Regions from separate parts of the Mus musculus genome. Here region 1 is linked to region 2. Evidence: chromatin contacts called from public promoter capture Hi-C data. All regions are on one chromosome and are shown on one strand. Each heading gives the region's core, a stretch centred on a gene start, on an enhancer-like site or on the middle of the called end of the contact. The rest is flanking DNA. Distances are from core to core; before and after follow the strand shown. Region 1 has its middle 10 kb from the start of Bnip3. Region 2 holds the start of 9430038I01Rik (RIKEN cDNA 9430038I01 gene).

The links. Promoter capture Hi-C pulls out the DNA fragments that hold promoters and counts their contacts.
Region 1: a contact with region 2 is called in a promoter capture Hi-C map of pre-B cells, with 10 times the contacts expected there. The contact joins the enhancer-like site here to the promoter of 9430038I01Rik in region 2. A contact is called at or near these places in 3 of 39 promoter capture datasets (hippocampal neurons, liver and pre-B cells), 1 of 15 datasets of contacts at CTCF or cohesin (large pre-B cells), 1 of 484 Hi-C or Micro-C datasets (pre-pro-B cells), 4 of 115 datasets of contacts at active chromatin or transcription factors (the 230-238 cell line, large pre-B cells and pro-B cells) and 2 of 9 other capture datasets (embryonic stem cells and liver).

The regions. Positions count from the first base shown.
Region 1 is chr7:138,917,950-138,921,375 of GRCm38.p6, forward strand. No RefSeq gene overlaps it. Among named protein-coding and RNA genes, the nearest start is that of Bnip3, 10 kb to the left of the region's middle. Within about 2 kb of position 1,747, at least 284 of the 459 cell types and tissues checked have an H3K27ac peak or open chromatin away from gene starts, as enhancers often do. A contact at or near this core is called in the 230-238 cell line, embryonic stem cells, liver and 3 more, where this site is marked.
Region 2 is chr7:137,408,763-137,412,228 of GRCm38.p6, forward strand. 9430038I01Rik (RIKEN cDNA 9430038I01 gene) reads right to left here and starts at 1,994. Exons shown (of 4, transcript NM_029886.2): 1 at 1,878-1,994. The coding sequence starts at 1,946.

The DNA of each region.
Region 1 (3,426 bases), core at 497-2,996, 1.5 Mb after region 2:
GGCTCATGCCTTTAATCCCAGCACTCGGGAGGCAGAGGCAGGCAGATTATTTCTGAGTTCGAGGCCAGCCTGGTCTACAAAGTGAGTTCCAGGACAGCCAGGGCTAAAGAGAAACCCTGTCTCGAAAAACCAAAAAAAAAAAAAAAAAAAAAAAAAAAAATCATAAAAGGAAAGAATACTTGAGATAACATCTAATCTAGGCGGGCAGCTTGTATCATTATCAATTGGCTCTGAAATTATTGTGTGGGCATCTTGTGAATTGAGAATTTATTGATATATAAATCTGACTGATTAATTATAAGCTTCTAGAGTTTTGATTTACTGATTAAGGGAATTTGTGATAACTAGCCTAGGGGGTGGATGCTGAGAAGGTACAAGAGGCTCTGAGGCAGGCAATCCGGAACCTGGGGCTGGCTTAGAGGTGGCAAGACCGTTGGGGACAGAGAGCAGCTGTGTATTGCGTGGGATGATACCATTTTTTATTACGTCCCACAACACATAAGCAATACACATATGTGATGTGCGTACATGCATACAGGCAAAACACCCATGTGCACATAAAATAAAACTTTTTAAGGAAGGGGGCCCTGGAGAAATGGCTCAGCAATTTAAAAACTTGCTGCTCTTACTGAGGACTCCAGTTTGGTTCCCAGGACCAGATCAGATAGATCATAAATCACCTACAACTCTAATCCAAGAGGACCCTGCACCCATATGGCACACGCTTACATAGACATAGACACACCAAAAAGTGATTTAAAAATAATAAAAAGGGCTGGTGAGATGGCTCAGTGGGTTAGAGCACCCGACTGCTCCAGAGTTCAAATCCCAGCAACCACATGGTGGCTCACAACCATCCGTAACGAGATCTGACTCCCTCTTCTGGAGTGTCTGAAGACAGCTACAATGTACTTACATATAATAAATAAATAAATCTTTTAAAAATAAATAAATAAATAAATAAATAAATAATAAAACTAACCTTCACAGTAGCCCTCTCTGATAAACAGTGCACTTTTCCTGTATAAAGAGCCAGAATAATACTGAGGGTTTGCATGGCCACACTGGCCATGGCCTAATAATTACATAGTGAGGACCCAAGCAAAAAGAAGATAGGGTGTATGAGCCAAAGGTGGCAGAAGTGACAAATGTGACTTTGACCCAGCTGGGAGAAGTCCCGGGGCATTGGGGAGAAGGGGTTATAAAGAGGATGTTTATTTCTCTGTAGTGAAATAAACCAGAGGTGGGAACCTGAAATGAATTCAGCCCCTGCTGGCTGTTAGCAGGAGTTCTGCCTCTGATGTGGAGGTAGGAAGGGCAGTTCAGCTCCAAGGAGCCCTCTGAGTGGCTTCCGCCTTGCCTTTCTGGCAGGAGCCTCCTGCATCAGGCTGTACTGACCACTCTGTTCTGCCTCCTTCCCTCCTCTAGGAAAACACCCACTTTTCCAGGAATTCACAGTGACGCCTATGCCACGCCAAGTTATTTTTAGAAACTGGCGTGATGAAATCTTCAGAATTGTAAACAACATGCACACGCTTTAGGTCCCAAGTGTACTTGTGCAGCGTCCCAGTTGGCTGCAAAGTGAGATCCCCGGGGAAGGAAAGCAGCGTGTACTTTGATAAAAGCCTGAACTGTACTCGCCAGAGAACGTTCAAAACAGGAAGCAGCTCAGGCTCCGAGAGTCAGGCACAGCCGAGCTGGGGCTGGACAGTATCCCCAAGGACCGTCAGGGTGCGCTGGGCTGTGGCCGCCGCTGTTGTTTGTCCTTGGTCGGTCGGTGAGGCAATAGCTCCAGGCCTGCTTCACAGAGATTGCAGAAGTGGAGTAACAGGTCAGGTGGCCTGAGACCAACATGCCAACAACTGTCTCAGGACGAAACGTGCCCAACAGCACTCTGTCGTGTAGCCTCTCAGGGCACACGCCCATACCCATGCCCGTAGCCATATCGCCACTTGGTGGTCCTGGCGCGAGGAAATGGGAGGAGACTATCTTAAGGAAGAAAGGGCTTTTATAGGGAGGAAAGGTAGATACAAGGTGGCTGTGAGCCAGAAGATGGCACTAGGCAGTCGCCAGCCCCAGTGAAAGTGTCTCTTTTTTCCTCTTTCTGGAACATTTCAATTGACCTTGATCTCTTGAGGCAAGTTTCTGTCATTCCTTTTTACGTTTGTTTGTCTGCTTGCTTGATTTCTTGTCTCACTTTTTTTGTTTGTTTGTGACAGTATTAATATATAACCCAGTTGATCTTGAACTTGCAATCAGTCTTCTTGCTTCAGCTTCCAGAGTGCCAGGATCACAGTCATGTCTCACCGTGCCGGCTCAGGAAGAATTGCCTTTTTGTTTGTTTGTTTGTTTGTTTGTTTGTTTGTTTGAAATAGGACAGGAGCTCTTGTATCCCAAAATGGTCACGAATTCACAACGTAGTGGAGGATGACTTTGAACTTCTGATGCTCCTACCTCTACCTACTGAGTACTGGGATCAGAGTGTGACCACACCCAGTACATGGGGTGCTAGGGCATCAAACCAGGGCTTTGTTGATGCTTGGTTACTACACTCTACCACACTCCTAGCCCTGTCATATGCTTATTTTACAAAGACAAACTTTTCAGTTTTGTAGAAAGAGTAAGCATCAAGGAGAAAGATTTTCCAAATGCCCCTGACCACCCCCTACACACACACACATACACACACACATGCACATACACACACATACACACACATGTACACATACACACACATACATACACACACATAAATACACATACACACACATAAATACACACATACATACACACACATGTACACATACACACACATACAAACACATACACACACACATACACATACATACACACATACATATACACATACACACACACACACACACACACACACACACACACACACACACACACGTACACACGAGTTCCTCTATCAGGATCCTCACCAGAGCGTTTTTCTTTGTTAAACCACACAACTATGGAGTCACCAGTGGACCTGTGGTCCATGTTGCTTTTGCTGCCTGCTCTCTGGACCTGACTCATGCAGAATGGATTACCGTGTTAAGTCCCTGCCCTCTGTCTCAACATCCCACCCCCTGGTAACACCACTTTTTTTTTTTTCCTTTCTCTACAGACTTATCTTTTCCAGAATGGCACCGATAGGAGCCTACAGCATAACTTTTTCAGTCTGGCTTCTCTCAGTATTTGTTTTGTTTGTTTGTTTGTTTATGTTAGAAAGGGTCTCACTATGTAGCCCCGCCTAGTTTGCAACTCATGTAGATCCGGTTGGCCTTGAACTCACAAAGATTGGCCTGTCACCACTTCCTTGGTGCTGGAATTAAAGGTGTGTGCCATCATGCTCAGCCTAGACATGTATTCTCTGTTTTATATTCAAGATTTTTTTTCATGGGTATGGGTAAGTGTTAT
Region 2 (3,466 bases), core at 744-3,243:
CTCCTAACCTCTTCCATGCCTAAGTCTCAACAAAGAACCATAAACTTACGTAAAACATTGAGTGCAGTTTGAAGTAAGTTTACGGTGTAAGTACATTTAAGTTTATGCAAGGAAATCAATCCTTACATTTTACCAATGAAGACTCGGGAGCCAGATGCTGGCACAAAAAGTCTCCTTGTTCAGAGACAGAGAAAACACCCAGCTGGCCTTCCTCCTCAGTCGATGTCCCAAAAGCCATGCCCCCCAAAAGCCATTCTCCCACACCTTCATCAAAGAACCCCTTTAACTGCGTGTCCTTCTACTTCCTGTGTATCTCTCTGTCCATCTTCCTGCCTTCCTCCTTACTCTCTATGACGTTTTAATACTTCTATGTTCACTTCCTGTCACCTGTTGCTTGTTCTGCCTATTGACCATGGCTGACTTTGTTTTATCCTGTTTACAACAGTCAAGCTAAAAACGTTTGCATTTAAAGGTGTGTGCTAGGGCTGTTTTCCCAGTAAATAACAGAATCTGAGGGTTGAAGAGTGTGATCAAATATCCTGCAACAATTGAGGGTTCTTTTGTTTTGTTTTATTGGTAATTTTTTTTTTGTAACTCAACTGTGCAGGTACCTAGTGAGAACTCTAGAGGTTGTTGCAATGTCAGATGCCTTGCAGGCTCAGCTCCTGGGCAGCACTTGGCACAGCCAGCTTAGCCTACCCAAAGACTTCCACCTTCCCTTAAAGGAATGCTTAACTTCCCCTTGCCTTCTCCCCAGGTTTGGGGCAGGAAGTTAGGTGTCTTCTACAGACTAAGCACCTGGGCTTTCATAGTGCTCCATTTATAGGCTTGGCAGATATGGAACCGGTCTACAGAGACCTGTCTCTTAACCAACTATCAGACTATTCAAACAATGGATTCCAAAGAAATGGTAATTTCTCCAGGAATCTCACGCCAGCGTCCCAGAGCGGCGGCTTCGAGGGGGGGGGGGTAACTTGTCTCAAAGAAAGATTTCACACAGTTCTGTCAGACCCCTTCACAAGATGACACTGAAGGTGTGGGAGTGGTGGCTCACGCCTTTAATCCCAGCACTTGGGAGGCAGAAGCAGGTGAATTTCTGAGTTTGAGGCCAGGCTGGTCTACAGAGTGAATTCCAAGACAGCCAGGGCTACACGGAGAAAGACACTCCCCGCCCCCCCCCCCCCCAAAAAAAAGGACACTGAAGCCTAGACAATGCTAGCCAGACTATACTTTTTTTTTTTTTTTTTTTTTTTTTGGTTTTTCGAGACAGGGTTTCTCTGTGTAGCCCTGGATGACCTGGAACTCACTTTGTAGACCAGGTTGGCCTCGAACTCAGAAATCCGCCTGCCTCTGCCTCCCGAGTGCTGGGATTAAAGGCGTGCGCCACCACTCCCGGCTCAGACTATACTTTTGACACGGACTTCTTAGATATTCTTGGCTCTCTATTTCAATTTTAGTCTCACTTCGGGACTCCTGAGTCAGACTAGGAGTGATTTCCTCAATCGCTTTGTTCCTCTTCGACTAGGTGTTTTAAATCTTTTCCCGCTTTCCAATTTTAACTTGGCTCTTTCAGTTTGTTTATGAGGATAGATCGCCAGAGCGGACTTGTGGCGCAAGTTGTGATCCATGAACTCCATAACACTCAGAATACTACAGCTTAAGTCAAGGGAGCACATAGCTCCTCATCTTTGCGCAAGCGCAGCGGGAGGGGCGGGACTGTCCTCTGCCTAGCTCCACCCAGGCCCCGCCCCTGGCCCCGCCTCGGCAGCAGGCTTACGACGTCCAGCCCGCCGGTCATCCGGAAGGACCTCGCCCCGGGCGCCCGCGCGCCAGCTAGGACGCCACCTCCCTCTGCCCACGCCCTGCCCGGAGCTTACCGCGTCCCCTGCCGCTGGCAGCTCCTCCGTCCTCCGCCGTCTCCAGCGGCCCGACGCCAGGCTGTCCATGCGGCTTCACGTACCGCCTCTCAGGCCACTCGGAGGCGGGAACCACTCGACCACGTGTCTGGAGAAGCCAATGAGGAGGCGTGGGGCGTAGCCTAGACTCCACTGACTGCCCTCGCAGAGGGGCTGCAGGCAGGAGTAGCCGAAACCCGAATCTCCTACGGCCTGAAGTGCGGGTAATTCTTCCAGCAGCCACAGGTCGATGCCTCGCAAGCCCAAGCCGTGAGTGGCTTGTCGATTCTCGGTTCACAAAGTCAGTCCCAAAGGGCGTTTGTTTAGGATTTGCCACCCTTCGGCAACCCTTGGTCCGCGGGAGGCACGCCCTCCTCTCCTTCCTTGTGATTGGTTACTGAGTCCTGATAAGTAGATCCACGGACCAATCGGCACGCCTGAGGCTGCGCTGGGCGTTGTCTTTGGGAGTTGCAGTCTGACAGCTATCAGTTTTGCTCTATGGTACAAGAGAACTCGAATTCTCAACCTGGCCTAGTGGGCAGAGTCCTGCTGTGATTTTGCTGGCGGGTCGAGAGCATACACAGGAACACCGTGACCTGGGGCAGGGACAGCCACAGGCGTCGGGGATACGGAGTGGCTCTCGGCCTGGCTTTACGGAAAACTACACACTTGACTTCTCAGAAGCTATGCCAGGGTTCCTGCTGCAGCTTGAATAGGCTCTCCCTCTCCTCCCTCCCTCCAGGGCCCACCGCAAAGTTCTGAACTGTTCTCTACCAAAGCTCCCAGACCCCCATGCTTTATTGACGAATTAAATTAGAGCCAGTTCTTTGGCAGTGATTGTCTAGCAGTGGGCCTGTGAACTGGTTTGAACCAGTGGGAAGTAGAGAAGCTGCTTGGAGCAGAGACCGTAAGATCCCCTTTTCCAGTTCCAGTGTAGTGTTAGCTTCCTGGGACGATGGCAGCCTTCACATCACGAGGACAGCTAGTGGCAATGCTAGTGGGAAGTGAAGTTTAACACGAGATGGATTGTCGCAATCTCGTGTCACACACCCTTCCTACCTGGTGTATCTTTGGAATTATGAATCTATTGAATTTTTTAAAAGGCTTGGCAGTGTGTCTTGGTGTTGGAGTGCTTCCCTAGTGTGTTAACTGGGTGTTGTCTAGAGGAACCAAACAGGGTCTTAAAGACAGGAAGGTAGATGGAGGAAGGAGGATCAGAAATTCAAAAGTCAGAGGCTTGTGAAATGGCTCAGCGGGTAAGAGCACTGACTGTTCTTCCAAAGGTCCTGAGTTCAAATCCCAGCAACCACATGGTGGCTCACAACTACCCAAAATGAGATCTCATAATGAGAGCCGACACCCTCTTCTGGTGCGTCTGAAGACAGCTACAGTGGTACTTAATAAAATGAATAAATCTTTGGGCCAGAGCAAGCAGGGACTGAGCAAGCAGAGTTGACCTGAGCAAGTGGGGCAACCAGAGCAAGCAGAGGTCCTAAAAATTCAATTCCCAACCACCATATGGAGGCTCACAGCCAGCTGTACATGTACTCATATACATAAAATAAATAAAT